2 separate regions of the Mus musculus genome follow, and region 1 is linked to region 2. The links are chromatin contacts, called in public HiChIP or PLAC-seq maps. All regions are on one chromosome and are shown on one strand. Each heading gives the region's core, a stretch centred on a gene start, on an enhancer-like site or on the middle of the called end of the contact. The rest is flanking DNA. Distances are from core to core; before and after follow the strand shown. Region 1 overlaps Akap13 (A kinase (PRKA) anchor protein 13). Region 2 holds the start of Chd2 (chromodomain helicase DNA binding protein 2).

Region 1 (3,522 bases), core at 919-3,418, 2.1 Mb after region 2:
GTTTTAAATTGTCCTTAATATGCTTGTATGTGTAGAAAAGAGAAAAATCTAGATTTCTAGAACAACAAAAAAAAAACAGACAAAAAAGGCTAATATATTTATTTCAAACAGTCCTCTGGTGTCATTCAGAAAATTATAATGGTTTTGAAACATTTCTCTGATTATGTAAAGTTTCCAAGGACAAAGTCCATGGGTTTTATTTCTTTGTTTGCCTCTTCTGCAGGGCATAGAATGTCTATTGAATGGATATGGATCATCTTTAGTTTGATCGAGTTGGTACAGAAAGACTTTACAGTGACCAGAGCATCTCTGGTTCTCTAGAGAGATGCTTGGGAACTTGCAAGCAGGAAACATTTGATTCTAATTAGAACAGAAGGGAGAGGCAGTGAGGAGCAAACCATTTGAGAACAGAGGGGAGACAGCTTTGTGTTCATTGGGAAGAGGGGATTCTAAATTATAGCTTGGTGAAAGTTGATCCATAAAATATAATAGGCAGCCAGATTTTTTGTACACTTAAGCCTGCCCCTCCTGGACCTTTGGACCTATGCCCTTAAACCACATGATATCAAAGTTCTTGTATGCTCCTGCACAGAGTCCCGTGCTTTTTTGGTTAGCTTAAGCAAGAATTTTATTTACAACTTCATCTCTTCAATTGTCTTGTGTCTACTGTGTCTAGCATCCTCTGTACTGAAAAGCATCATGTGCTTACTGTCTACGGTGCCGGTGTGAGCGAGGCTTGCTCTCTAGAGCACCAGAAAGAGGACATTGTCCACCTTCATGCTTTTAATGGACCTGTGGTGGGATCAGGATGAGGCTTGTGTTAGAGGGAGCTGAGACAGTGGTGTTTGGGTAGACAGATGGGTAAGTGAAGAACTGGCCACCTTACCTGGGTTTGCTCCGTTGCTTTCTCCTAAGCAGACTAGCCTCCTTAAACACCTGGCCTGAGGAAATGGTGACTCATTAGACCTTCGTTACCCTTTCACAGCTTCAAAAAGAAAACACCTTTCACCAACTTTGCTTGCATTATTGAGAGAAACTGTAGTATTTAGTCCCTTCACTTCCTTTCTGTTGTGGTGTTTAAGGTTGTACACTCACATTCTCCAAATCCGTGTAAGGGGCTGCACTCTGTCCCCTTAGAGAGAACGTAGGACTGCTTCTCCCGGAAAGCATTAGAATGCTGTTTCCCTTGTTTGGTGTTGCTTTTGGCACAGAGTCTCTTTATATAACCCTGTCTGTCATGGAACTCATGTCATGGATCAGGCTATCCTCGAACTCACAGAGGTCTGCCTGCTCTGTCTCCATAGTGCTGGGATTAAAGGCATGTCCGTACCTAGCCCACTGTGGGTTTATTTTAGGGTTTTGTTTTAACCCCCTTTTCTATTCTTTCACCTCTCTTTTCTGCTTTTTGCTTCCTTGATTCCTCTTCCTCTTTACCCCTCCAATGTTTATTACAGTCCCCAGTGTCTAAAAATGAACGACTGTGTCTGCTCCTGAGGCATAGGAGACTGGCAACTGGAGAGGTCTGGAGAAGCAAGAAAACAGGCAAATGAAGTCACATAGTCCCATGATTGAGAGGTGTGACAGGCAAGGCGGTCTCAGCCACGTGACTCTTCTTAGTCCCAAGAGTCCTAAGAGACATGCGTACATTCATCCTATGCCATCTCTTTAACTTTCTTTAGAACTTTCTCAGACCCCAGATGAGACAAAACCTTAACTTGTGATGACTTCTAACCCTTGCCAGACATTTTTGTAGCTAATTCTACATCCTAGAGACATAACTCTGAAATATTTGGCTAACATTTTTCTGATATTAAATCATTCCTTTGCATTCTGCAGGGAGATGCTGTATACGCCTTGGCTGGATTCAGGGTCTCTGTGTCTTTCCTGAATGCCAAGGCTGTAGTACAGACTAGTAGTGTTTAGTATAACACCGCCTTTCTTTATTAGCATACTACTGGCATCAAAGGGACTGAGGTCGTTCCTTGCGGTGTCTGACAGAGCCTTTTTCACTGGGGACTTGTAAGGAGGAGGAGGAGCAGGAGGAAGCCTGTTGGAAAAGGAAGCCTTGTTTTTTCTCTTAGTCTGTAGATGATTCATGTTCCCACCACTGCAATTAGGTTTCCAAACCTCCAAGGCTGCTGGTGCAGGTCTGAAAGGGCAAGTAATGACGATCTTGAGAGAGCAGGGTAAAGGGTGTGGAGGCTGCGGAGGGAGGGACTGGCTAGCTAGCGGCAGCCAGCTAGGGAGGGAGGGAGGGAGGACATCTGGGGGAGTGGTCTATTTTCCTTGTACTCGGCCGGCTGGCTGTCCTTAGATATTTTCAACTTAAGTCAAAATCCAGCCCTGCTGCTGAAGAGCTGGAGACTGGCTAAAAAAGTGGATACTCTAGAAAATACCTCCAGATTTTTTTTCTCCCCCCCCCCCCCCCCGCCTCCATATAGGTTTCTTGCCTTTGTTGTTTTAAGGAATTCTCTCGTGCCATCACTTTGAAATAGCCACCTTCCTTTTAAAAAAAAAAAAAAAAACCTTTGTCTTCGTGGCTAAGTGCTTACTGGCTCTGGGTTTTCTGCATACATGTGCCAACCATTATGCTTAGCCAGTTCGTCCTTAATTTTTCTACTGGAGTTCTCGGCAGTGATGGAAAAGATCTGTGCTTCTCTTTCAGTCAAGATCTGCACAGCAGCGATCTTACTGCAGACTGCTTTTATTATGAATTATAAACTCGTCTCCGTGCTCTGAAGTTGCCAGAAAGTTCCCACTTAGTTCACAGATTTGGAGTCTGCTTTTTTTTTTTTTTTTTTTTTTTCCTTAACCCGAGAGTTTTCTATATAGAGGAATCTGGAAGCAGAAGTCTCCTCCCGCCCACTGTGAGAATTTGGAATTTCGGACCTGTGTGAGCACATTGGTCCCTGGATTCAGCAGATATCCGTCTACATTTTGTCTCTTCTTTTCTGCATCTGTACAAAATGTATGAGCGGCACAAAAGGCGCTATAGCCTGTGTGACATCTCCAAGGTGGACAGGACTGTCGATGTGGTGTTGCTGAAGGTAAGAAGGGGCCACACCTCATACAGTTTCAACATCTCAGGAAGACTTCTCTCTGTACCCTTACTGCCCGGTCTTGATCCTTCCTAAACTAGGATGAAGTGTGAGAAAGCCTGAGCTAACAGTGACAGAAGATCAAGGGGGTGGGGGGGTGGGGGATTTAAAGTTCTTTAAAGGCATGTCTGAACAGAGACTGTGTCTGTGTGTGTGTGTGTGTGTGTGTGTGTGTGTGTGTGTGTGTGTGTGAGAGAGAGAGAGAGAGAGAAAATGAATCTGCAACAAAGCACTTATTACTAAAATAAAATTTTACTTGTTCTAAGTAGAATCTAAATAATCACAAAGGAGGAATTCATTCTCAGAGCTGCCCTTTTGCTAGATGCCTCTGTTTTTCTGTTGCTTGCCCCATCCCCACACCTCAATTCCACCTCTCTTTCTCTGTGAGCTTCCTTTTCTGTCCGTCTCTTTGTCCCTTTGTCTG
Region 2 (3,482 bases), core at 922-3,421:
TCAATTTGTAAAAAACTATATTCCACACTTCAAAATTTAAAAGCTAATTTAAACAAGAATTTTATGTAAAATTATAAAGTAAAATCAAAATTGGATCATATACCAATCACATTCTTGTTAGCTGCATGATTTTAAAACTATGACATGACAATTCTTAAGAACACATCCAGAAATGCATTCACATTTTTAAATTAACATAAAGATACAGTCATACAACAAAAAATATCTTATATGCTTTATTACTTCAGCCACTGATAAGCTACTTCAAAGAATGAAGGAGAAATCATGATTTAAACAAACAGCACATTAAAAAGCTTCAGAAGAGAAAGCATTACAGGACACTGTCAAAATAAATGGATACATTTAAAGCAGCACCAACTAAAACATAAGGATAAAATAAAATACAATTATTATCAACCAGAAAGAACTGTCTTAATATACACAAACATAAACCTTGTAATATTTTAAGCATAAAAAATACAATTACATTGCCATAGTAACAAACACAAAGCTTAAGTATTAATAGCATTCCAAAATTTTTGTGGTTACAGATTTAATGATCTCAGGAACTATTTATTAAGGTTTTGATAAGTCATAAAAAAAATTTTAATTGTCACGTGTATCAAAAGAAACAATCAAAAATATAAACTGAAAGGCATCAGTCAAGGGGTCCTATTTGTGATTGTGTTTTTAAATGTACATTTTTTCATTCATATAACTTTCTCAAATGTCTATTTACTATAATTTACTACTACCAGGCTGCTCTATGGCCCTCGGTTACAAGTTTGAATATCCCAGATTCTTCAAAGAAAAAAATTTGCCTTGTATGTAAAATGGTGCAATGCAGCAATGGCTAAACAGACAAGGTCATTTTTCTGCAGCATGAAAACCTAAAACCTGAAAATTTACTGACAGAAAAACTACAGTTTCTAGGAAAGGCCCCTCCGGAGAAAAGTACATTACCTTCTGAATGCTGTAAGAGGCCTTAAGTCACAACTCAACTTTCATAAATTGATACCAAAAAATCAGGGTGTGGCATGTTAGCAATCTCAAGGTCACGCTTTAAAAACCAACCCAAGTTAGAAAATTCTTGAAATACAGACAGCAATCCATGTCTGTCAAAGTAAACAAGTGTAAGCTGAGGTTTCCCGAAAAAAAAAAAAAAAGAAAGAAAGAAAGAAAGTTGATAGCTCATACCTCGATGCATTGCTGTGTAGCGAACTGTCCTCCTCTTGGCTTTTGTCCTTATTTCTCATCATCTTTTAATTCTTAAATATTAAGGGGGAGGGGGAATCTGTGTTTGCTTTGAAGTCCTGTGCCCAGGTATTTACTGTCAAAAGTTGAAAGAAAGGTGAGGTCCCAGCTTCTGCGGATGGTTTTATTATCAGGAACAAAGTCCTGACGATGTTAGCGATATTCATGTAATGCAACAACGATAAACACCAGAAAAACAAAATATTTCTATTTTTCCGTTTTAAAATGAGAGGGGGATAAACTGAACGACAGAAGCATCACTATCAATAAGGAAAGTTTCTCAAAAGTAACACACTGGATACAAATAACAATCTCTCTATCTTATTGCGTCATCCAGGAATTTCTCATATTTACAGTAAATAAAGCCAAGTTCAACATTAATTTTTTTAAAATTATCACTGATTATCATGGACTTACCTGATCCATGTAGTAGGTCCAAAGCAAGAGTCCTATCTAGTAGTAGAAAAATATCCGATCCAAAATAATTTTTAAAAACGCAAAATTCTCCGTTAAAAAACAAAAAGTAAATGAAATAATCCTCAAATATGTTGACTTGTCAAAAAATAAAGCAATAATTAATACTAAAACAGGTCCGGAAGGGGAAAAAAAAACCTCATTAGGAGAGCGCACAAAAATGGAGGTGCGCCATGGCTTCTAAGCTGGAAAAAACAACGACCTGGGCTCTCAATACGGCAGCTTCTTCCAACAAGGCACGAAAAGAAAGCTCCTAAAAGCAGCTTTTCTCCCAAAAAAAGGTTCGGATCGACCCCAGTAAGTCACTAGAAGAGGCAGGGGGCTGCGGGGGCCCCCTGAGGCTGCCCGAAAGTTAGGGAAAGTTGCGTAAAGTGAACCGAAGCAGGGAGCAAAGCGCGCTCTCTCTAAGGCACAGCCGCCATCTAGAGCCTCCTTCCCAGCTCTGAGAGCTCTGCCTTTGATTGACACTCTCTACATTTACCCCACAACTCAGGTGATGTACCATAGACCCACCCCTTCATCTCCACCAAAAAAAAAAAAAAAAGAAAGAAAGAAAGAAAAAGAACCAGATTCTCCATCCAAGAGAGCCAGAAGACCCCCAACTCCACACCTCCCTGCCCCTCCAGACCACTCCATCAGAGGGAGGGGGAAGGGCTTCTTAACCCCCTCTGGCTCAAGCACCCTTTTTAAGCCAGAGAGAAATGTAATTTGTTCCTTTTGTCTAAAGATCTGCTAAATATTTCAGTCCTTGAGCTAAAATAACTTCCTCCCTGGACAGGAAGTGGAGTTTTATCAAGCCATTTTGAAATAAAGATAATTTCAAGAGACTCTAAAGCTCAGTTTAAGAACTAATCTTTAAAATAATTAACACCCCACCATGGGTAAAATGGCTTGTAAATAGAAGCAACATTTCAACACCATAAATTAAATCAACTCTTGCCTTCTTTATGGTGCCTAAAAACATCTAAAGATTAAGGGGGAATTTTCCACCTCAACTGGAAGGAAGGGGTAATTTTTTACAACTCAAGAGCGCCTCCCTAGTGTTCAACTGCAGTAGAGCAAAAGTTAATACAACCATTTTCCCCCCCAGAAGAAACAAACTTCTTTGTAAACCATTAATCTTGGAAGTGCCACACATCAAACATATTTACTTCTTACATATATTTGGGCATAATTAATAACTTCGAATTCAAGAAATTACACCAACCTTGGTCACCTTTAAATCAAACACTCAACCTCAACTCCAAAATCAAAAGAACCCTTTCACTCATGTTTGAAATCGAATTCTAAGTACACTCACATTTCATCAATCACCGCCACTTAAATAGGCCACATCTACCAGCCAATTATCAACTGTCAAAGACAAACCCCCTCCAGATGGAAGCACGAGGTCTATAGAAACAAAATTACAAATGCAACAAAGTATTCTCTCCCATGCACACAAGTAACCAACCACATACAAATGCCGAAAAAACTAAAAACATTCCTTTACTGAACCCTACTGGTCAAAACCATGACACTCCAGCAAACGAATTCATTTTAGTTTCACTACCAAACGTAATTATGTTAAATCTAAGAAAATGTAAAAAATCAGTTTCAAGTCTACAAACATATTTCCATCAAAATCCAAAAACTCAAGTTTTCAATTTACAAATATCAACCACCTCACATCATCCAAAGAACAAACACTGCATCTGTATTAACCACAGATGTGTATTCTAAGGTAGTTTACATTAATAACAGACTATTTCATT

What was found. HiChIP or PLAC-seq counts read pairs in DNA pulled down with a chosen protein or histone mark.
Region 1: a contact with region 2 is called in an H3K27ac HiChIP or PLAC-seq map of embryonic fibroblasts, with 11 times the contacts expected there. The contact joins the enhancer-like site here to the promoter of Chd2 in region 2. A contact is called at or near these places in 1 of 484 Hi-C or Micro-C datasets (B cells), 4 of 115 datasets of contacts at active chromatin or transcription factors (astrocytes, bone marrow-derived macrophages, cardiomyocytes and 1 more) and 2 of 9 other capture datasets (adipose tissue and liver).

The regions. Positions count from the first base shown.
Region 1 is chr7:75,640,418-75,643,939 of GRCm38.p6, forward strand. The region is part of intron 8 of Akap13 (A kinase (PRKA) anchor protein 13); the gene reads left to right. Among named protein-coding and RNA genes, the nearest start is that of AU020206, 140 kb to the right of the region's middle. Within about 2 kb of position 2,169, at least 228 of the 459 cell types and tissues checked have an H3K27ac peak or open chromatin away from gene starts, as enhancers often do. A contact at or near this core is called in B cells, adipose tissue, astrocytes and 3 more, where this site is marked.
Region 2 is chr7:73,539,575-73,543,056 of GRCm38.p6, forward strand. Chd2 (chromodomain helicase DNA binding protein 2) reads right to left here and starts at 2,172. Exons shown (of 39, transcript NM_001081345.2): 1 at 1,672-2,172; 2 at 1,198-1,330. The coding sequence starts at 1,259. It overlaps Chaserr (CHD2 adjacent suppressive regulatory RNA), which reads right to left. Exons shown (of 5, transcript NR_037569.1): 5 at 224-3,482.